Linked DNA regions of Sus scrofa: region 2 is linked to region 1. Evidence: chromatin contacts called from public HiChIP or PLAC-seq data. All regions are on one chromosome and are shown on one strand. The core of a region is the stretch at or near the end of the contact, and the rest is flanking DNA. Distances in the headings are between cores, read along the strand shown.

Evidence for each region. HiChIP or PLAC-seq counts read pairs in DNA pulled down with a chosen protein or histone mark.
Region 2: an H3K27ac HiChIP or PLAC-seq map of alveolar macrophages shows a contact between it and region 1. The contact joins two enhancer-like sites. A contact is called at or near these places in 1 of 47 Hi-C or Micro-C datasets (epiblast stem cells) and 1 of 2 datasets of contacts at active chromatin or transcription factors (alveolar macrophages).

The regions. Positions count from the first base shown.
Region 1 is chr14:6,893,628-6,897,257 of Sscrofa11.1, reverse strand. It overlaps BIN3 (bridging integrator 3), which reads left to right. Exons shown (of 11, transcript XM_021073387.1): 2 at 896-944. Among named protein-coding and RNA genes, the nearest start is that of BIN3, 32 kb to the left of the region's middle. Within about 2 kb of position 2,092, at least 13 of the 83 cell types and tissues checked have an H3K27ac peak or open chromatin away from gene starts, as enhancers often do. A contact at or near this core is called in alveolar macrophages, where this site is marked.
Region 2 is chr14:7,206,321-7,209,950 of Sscrofa11.1, reverse strand. No RefSeq gene overlaps it. Among named protein-coding and RNA genes, the nearest start is that of RHOBTB2, 15 kb to the left of the region's middle. Within about 2 kb of position 1,875, at least 41 of the 83 cell types and tissues checked have an H3K27ac peak or open chromatin away from gene starts, as enhancers often do. A contact at or near this core is called in alveolar macrophages, where this site is marked.

The sequences.
Region 1 (3,630 bases), core at 843-3,342:
TGCACCCCTAGAGCTTGTCCCTGAGCTGATCCCAGCCAGGGGTGCAAAACTCACTCCCACCTGGTCCAGGAGAAGCCTGCGTCTCCTCGGCTGTTGGGATGCACTGTGGTTGCTTTCTAGCCTGGTTATTCTTCTCAGAATTGTAAGAGTATAAAATTTGCAGCACTTGAAGGAAGCTTCTAGATTATCCAGTTTAACCCCCTCATTTCACCAGGAAATTAAGTCCCAGCACCGTCATTACCTGCCAAGAGGGAGGCAGGATTAGCGCTCGGGGTTGGGTTCCTAGGCCATGACCTTCCTTCCATTATGCCAAGCTGTCTTCTTGTTCCAAGAAGGGATCCTGAGCTGCAGAGCTTCCCAGCAAGTTCAAGGCAGACTTGGGCTTGATTCAGTCTTCTGCAAGCTAGCCTCATTTAGGTATTGTCAGTTCTCGCAGAAAGTAACCCAGCCTGGCTAGTCCTTGCTGCTCCTACAATTTGTCACCTCTTCCCTGGCACACAAGAAGCCCTCCACCGTTTGTCTCTCTCTCAAAAAGTAGGGAAACACCTAATGCAGGTGATAGTGGGGTTTGTGGTGTTTTTTTAAAGGCGCATTTTCCAGGATGACAGCTATCCAGTTGAGCCTCAAGCCACAGACTTTTGGTGACTTTTATTTGTGCAGTATCTCGTCTTTCCTGCCTTCACCTTTGCAGTGTATTTAAACAACACACCATTAGTAGGAAAGATGCTCGGGCCACCCCATCTGACACTGTCCCTGGAGGACTATTCTCCTGGAGCCCGGGCCTGGCCACTCCTCACTACCCTCCGGAGAGAAGTGGTCCATACTCATCCAGTCTTTTCAGCCACATCTTGCCCCCATTTCTCCTAACACCCCTCCTTGTCTCTTTCTCTTACAGGATTCCTTTTAAGATTGGGCAGCCCAAGAAACAGATTGTCCCCAAAACAGTGAGTAACCAGTTCTTTCCAAGACTCCGGTGGCCTTTGCTTAGAACCGGAGCTCTGGCTCAGTGCTGCGTAGGGCTGGGGAGGCAGGCCCTGGGCCTGTTACTCCCAGTCGTGCTGCTGTAGAACCTCGCCCGGACGGGGGCTTGCAGGACCTCCTGTCCTGGGACACTTTCTTCCCTCAGATCAGCCTGGGCCGCTTCTCCTCCAGGGGCAGGTGAAAGAGGTGGGTGAGGACGGACAGACACCCTGCTTCTGAACAGCCCATTCATTACTGGGACCTGGCGTGGCCGTCTGCAGTTTGCAGAAAGGGTTCCTGCAGCATAGGCCCCCTCAGGCAGTGTTAAAGGCCGGGAGACTTTCCCATGATGTCCAGGTCCCTTTCTCTCTGCTGCTAAACGCATTCTTAGCCAGGACCTGGAGCCACTCAGCAGGAGTCGTGATTAAATTCTACCTCCTTGTAAGCCCCCAGTTTTTATCCCTATTTTATCTCCACAATGGGAAGAGAAGAGAATCTAGATTCTTAGAAAATTAGAGCTGGAAACCCTGAGAGGTCATCCATTCCAGCCTCCTGAGTTTTCCTAATGAGGACACCAAGGCCCAAGGAGTTGCAGTGACTAAGGTCATAAACCTATTCTGACACAACTGGGAGTAGAATTCGAGTTCGAGGCTCTGTTCGGTATTCTTTACATTGCTTCATGTGACCCCACTCAGGCTGCAAGGCCCTCCTGAGGTTGTGGCCTTCTGGTCAAGTGTGGCCTCTCAGCTCCTCACCCACAAATCTGAGTGAGGGTTTACCACGGGAGACTGTATCTGTACAGTGTCTCTCACCGTGACAGCTCCAGAAAGCCCGGCGCTGTCAGCCTGGTGGAGGCCCTTGTCTGTCATCCTAGCCGCTGACAATTCTTGTCTTAATAACCTTGGCCTTCCTTGGCCCAGGACTCAGAACTGGCTTTGGCAGGAAGGGAAGTCCAGCACACATCTGAACAGTGGCTCTATCTTTGGGAAATCCAAAGGTAGGTCACTTAAAGGGAAATGGGTTCATGTTAAAAGAGCCCTCCTTTTTTTCAAGCAAAGGCAGGAGGAGGACAGACTCAGAGCTGACCTCCCATGCAGAGGCTGACCAGCTGTGCAGGCTCGCAGCTGAAGCGCCAAGCATCTGGGCAGGCTCCAGCCTGCTCCAGGAAGTGGGAGGGTGTGGCTCCCAGTCTCCAGAGTTTAATCCAGGGCAGATCTGAAAGGGAAGTGGTTTCCAGAAGGGTCTTTAATTCCCAGCACTCACTACCAAAAAACCAACCAACAAACAAAAATTTCTCCTAACACCCCAACCTTTATCAAAATAGCTTTTGTTCTCCTCAAAAGAAGTAGAGGCTAGGATGCAGTGACTAGCATCTTTGCCTGAATTTGCTATTGGAAAGCTCTCTGGGTCCTTTACTCTGAGAAGTTAGTGGCCAGGACTCCACAGGGGAAGGGCAGATGTACACACCCAGTGCCTATAGATGGCCCGGTGGCCTCCCTCTTCGCTTCCTCACATCCGTCTTGTTGGGGATGGAACTGTAGTCCTCTAACTCATGGCATCAGCTCTTCCAGACAGGCCAGGCATCGAGGAGTGGTTAAGAAGCTGGGTTTGGAAGGCTCCCTCCTTGGATTCCCCTCCTGGCCTTGCCCCTTGCTGTCTGTGACCCTAACGCAAGTTCAACCTCCCTGAGCCTTTGTTTTCTCCTTGGTAAAGTGAGGTTGCTGCTAGTACCCGTGTCGCCAACATGTTCTGCATCTAAGTGCATATGAAGCACTTAACACAGGGCCTGGCGCGTAGTGAGCCCTCTATAAATGTTAACAACATGATGAGAAGAGCGCTGACTTGACTCTTTCTAATCCACCAAGGACACAGCGTGTCCTAAGCAGCCAGATTCCCCAGTGAAAAGAAACGGTAGGCTGGGCCACTGAGCTCTCACGCGGAATCGGAGCCAGCCTACAGCTTGAATAGAGTCCTTCGCTTCCTTGACTCCCCAGAGGCACTGAAGCATGTGTAGCAAGACCCTGCCTCTTCAGAGTCTCCCCCAACCCCATAAGCCCCCTCCTGGCCCCCAGGCAGGCTGAGGCTGTGCGGTTGTCTCAGCATCTCCGGCAGCTGCCCCCGAACGCTGGTGACGCACTCTGTTTTTCCTGTCTAGGCACTTTCAGGGAGGGCAGCAGATGTGGCTGCCTGGGTTATTGGAAGCCGTGGCACCCCAGTCATGGGAAGAAATGCTCATGTTATCTTCAGGGAGTTTCAGGAGGTTTTTGGCTCAAGGGACCCAACTGTCAGACACAAAGACAGCATTGTGCCTTTGCCCTCCCTGTTCTCCTGGGCCCAGGTTATTAACGCAGACTCCAGAAGTGTCAAGGCGTTGGCTGGAAGGGCGCGTTCTCTGCAAGCACTGACCACTGGGATGGACGTGGAAGGACAAGCACTCCCCCACCTCCCCATCTTCACCTACTTGGTCCCCTCCCGCTGCCCCATCCATAAAGAGAAGCTGCACCTCCCTCCGTAATCGGGATGATGGAAGGCTTGGCTCTTTGAAGCCAGGGTCTGTCTCCCTGGGTCTCGCACACACCTAGATTGCCAGCCACACGGGCACTCCAGGAAGTCAAGGCAGACGGGAGTGCTGGCAGGTCGAGCCTTCACTTGAGAAAGGTTTTCACGTGC
Region 2 (3,630 bases), core at 626-3,125, 310 kb before region 1:
TTTCTTACATTACCTTCCATCATTATCCCAAGATACTGGTCTATCCCTGAGTTAGACAGTAGGACCTCATTGCTTATCTGCTCTAAATGTAATCCAACCTCAAGTTTGTTTTGTTTTGTTTTTGTCTTTTGTCTTTCTAGGGCCGCACCCACGGCATATGAAAGTTCCCAGGCTAGGGGTCTAATCGGAGCTATAGCTGCCAGCCTACGCCAGAGCCACAGCCACGCCAGATCCGAGCCGCGTCTGTGACATACAGCACAGCCCAAGGCAATGTGGGATCCTCTGACCTCAAGTTTTTAAATCTCCTCTCACTCTGCTCAGCTTACACTCCTTGCCCAGCTCTGTCCATTCCTCCCACTCCTCACAAAGGGCGAGCGCCAACCCCCCCAGAGGAGCCCCCTCCCACTTTCCCAGGTGCTTCCAGCCAGCTCTGGTAGGAGTCGGGTGATGGTTTTGGTGTGCAGGACAAACCCAGCATCTGGAGGGGAGCCCTTCCCTAACTCCATGACAAAGGCTGGGGTCAGAAAGCCTGCTGTCTGCTTCACAGTACAAAGCCCAGACTCCCCTCCAGCAGTTCCGAAGGGATGTAATACCAGCATCTCCGGGCTGGCTGGACAAGTTCCCGTCAGGTCAGCCTCAGTTCTGTGCTTCTATGTGGAAGAGCGGGGCATCCTAAGAGCGGGGCTGACCTGGGAGTGGAGGAGGCGTGCAGTTCTGCTTTGAAGGTTTTGAATGTGCTCTATCAGTGGGAGGACGTTGTGGCGGTATGGGCTTGACTCCCAGGAAAGATGAAGCACTGGCACTGTAGGTTTTGGGGTCAGCAGCATGGGGCCAAGGTTTAGACCCAGGAATGATGCCCTTGACTCCGAGGGGGGACTATGAGAAGGGGCTCAAGTGAGAAAACATGCCCCCAGGGAAGAGGGGTAAAGGGGGTGTTTAGTTGGTGAATCACTTCTGTTGTCATTTTGTCCACGGGCCACTTGAGAAGTGGTGGGAATTCTTGAGCGGTACGTGTTTGTGCACAGTGCCTGGGCCAGTGGCTCCCAACAGCCCTTTCTCTCCCCCTGCTGGTCATGTGATTTTAATTATTAACTCAGAAAGGAGAACTCCCCGCCAAGGGACATGAAGGCCAATTAAAACTGTACTAACTGCGTTTCACAGGCCCAGGCTGGGACGCATCCTGGCCTAGCCTGGTAGATTCTAGGCCTGCAGGGAACCTAAATTCCTCCCTGACCAGTGCTGCAGTGACTCAGGTGTTCTCCGACAGCAAGGCCTCAGCGGAGGCAAATCAGAATCGCGAAGTGGGACCATGGCCTGGGCCTGTACCTCCCCTAGGTATAGATGGACCATCTGAGTCTAGAACTTTCTGTAGCCTGATGCCCTGGGGAGGCTCACAGGCCACTTGGGTCTTGGCTCCCAAGCTGTGGGCACCAGCTTGTCTGTTTTCCTCACCCGTGACACCAAAAAAGCACAAAGAGCAAGCAGGCCACCCTGCACCCCGCAACTTGCCTCTGCCTTGTGACTGTGCTTAATATAGGTCAAATGGAAACAGCTCCCAAAATAGACCTTCTCTGAGAAGCAGCTGAGCTTGTGAAATGCTCCACAGAAAGGGAAAGGTGTGGGTGACAGGGGAGCGTCCTTCTCCTCAGGTGTTACGTAACCTGGGCTTAAAAATTGGGGCCAAATATCTGCAGAGAAAAAGCGAGTGGGCCCCTGACTCTGCCTCTCCCATCCCCCACTCCTGCCCCCTGCCCCCAGGCGCAGGGAGCAGTCCAGCTGTACATCAGCAAATTCTCAAGGAGCTGGTTCTGTCCTGGCAAGGTCACCCCTCAAAGCATCACTCTGGGGAGCTTGTCACGCATACCAAAGTGATCACATGACTCCCACCAGGGCTGGCTGGACGCCCCAGAGTGGGGAGGCCACTCCCCTGGGAGAGCTGGTGCAGGATGTGGGTCTCATCTGGCCCATGCAGTGGGGTGTGGGAGGGACAGAGAGGTTGAGGGCAGGGGGCCTGCAGGGGCTGAGGAGAGCAGGACAAGACTGCCAGCCTTGGGGAGGAGAGGGCATTCATTCAGGGCCAGAGGAAGCACCCCGAATCCTGCAGACACAGCAGCCTCTTCCTCTCTGTCCTCACCAGAGCCTCCAGGGGGCCCAGCACACCCCACCCCCATCGCAGCCTCTTCCTTTGCCATTTTGCCTCAGCCGGGAAGAGGGGCTTCTATAATCAAAAAGAGCCGTCTCCCTGGTGTCCAGTGCCCCCACTCTCTCAGGGATGCCTTGCAGAGGGCTGCCTGGGAAGGGAGGCGAACCGAGGAGGGAAACTTCCTGAAGAAGTGACTTGAGAAGAGACAGGAAGTTGGAAGGGGACCCGTGGGGCAGGGGAAACCCATGAGGGGTGTGTTGAGATGCAAACAAAATCCATACAAAGTCTGGGAGGCAAGAGGGAGGGCCTGTCTCCAGGAGAACCCTCAGTGACTGCAGGAGTCACAGGATGTCAAGATTCAGGAAGGCACAAGGGGAGACTGACAGGAAACAGAGGCCCCACCAGGAAGGGGCTTTTTGAAAGCAGGGGTCCTCCAACGTGGGGGGGGAAGGAAAGCAGATTGTTGGGCCTCATCTCAGAGCTACTGAATCAGGAACTCGGAGCCGGCTGCCTACGACATGTGGCTGAACGAGCCCTTCGTGTGACTCTGAGTCACGCTGAAGTTTGAGAATAGCTGAGCCAAAGTTGTGGAAGTTGCCTTTGGGAAGTGGCGACAATGGGGGGAGGTGGCTCTTTCAGGAAATTTGGCTGCGATGGAAAGGGGAGGGGTGGGTGGTGCTTAGCGGTGCTTGGAGAGTGCCTTCACTCGGTTCCCTGGGAGACAGAGGCTGAGATGGAGGTTTGCAGGCCTGGGAAGTGTCTTGGGGTGTGCTCCCCAGGGTGGGGCCACGTGAGGGAGCAGAGGGGGAGGGTGGACTGTGAGGCAGTGATCCAGGCCTCGAAGAGCCCTCTGGGAGCTGTGGGGCCCCCTTCACAGCTGTCCCAGAGTCAAGTTAAGGGGGCTTGGCCCTTTACTCCATGTGTTAACCATGCCATTTGATTTTTTGTGTTTTCTGATGTTTTGACATCTGGAGCTTTGCTGTTCTGGAGAAATGCCCCCCCCCCCATCCCACCCCTGCACCAACGCTAGCAAATTCCAGAGATAGAATTGTTAGGTTTGCTGAGGGAGGAACATGCTAGGCCAAGTTAGTAAAGCAAAAGAGATTTATTAAGGCACCTGAGGGGCACAGGCTGAGCTCAAGATAGCAGCAGCCCTGACTGTGAGGAGGTGCCAGGCTTTATAAAGGATCCGAGGCAGGAATCTGTGGCTGGATGGAGTTCATGGCAGGAACTTGGACCAGAAATGACGAAGAAGAAGGAGGGGAAAGTGTGTGTGGAGGGGTCAGGGGTCGAGCGTCAAGTCCCTTGACAGAGGGCAGTGAATCCTTGCAGGAGGTTAATCTATGCAGGCAGTTGTTTTCCGCAGGCCATTGTTTCTTGCTGCCCAGGCTGAGCATCCTTCTTCTGGGAGAGGGTGTCCACTGCAGATCTCCAGGGTGAACAGCCACATTTGGGAGTTGGGGGATGTCTGTCTCCATCCTCCTGGG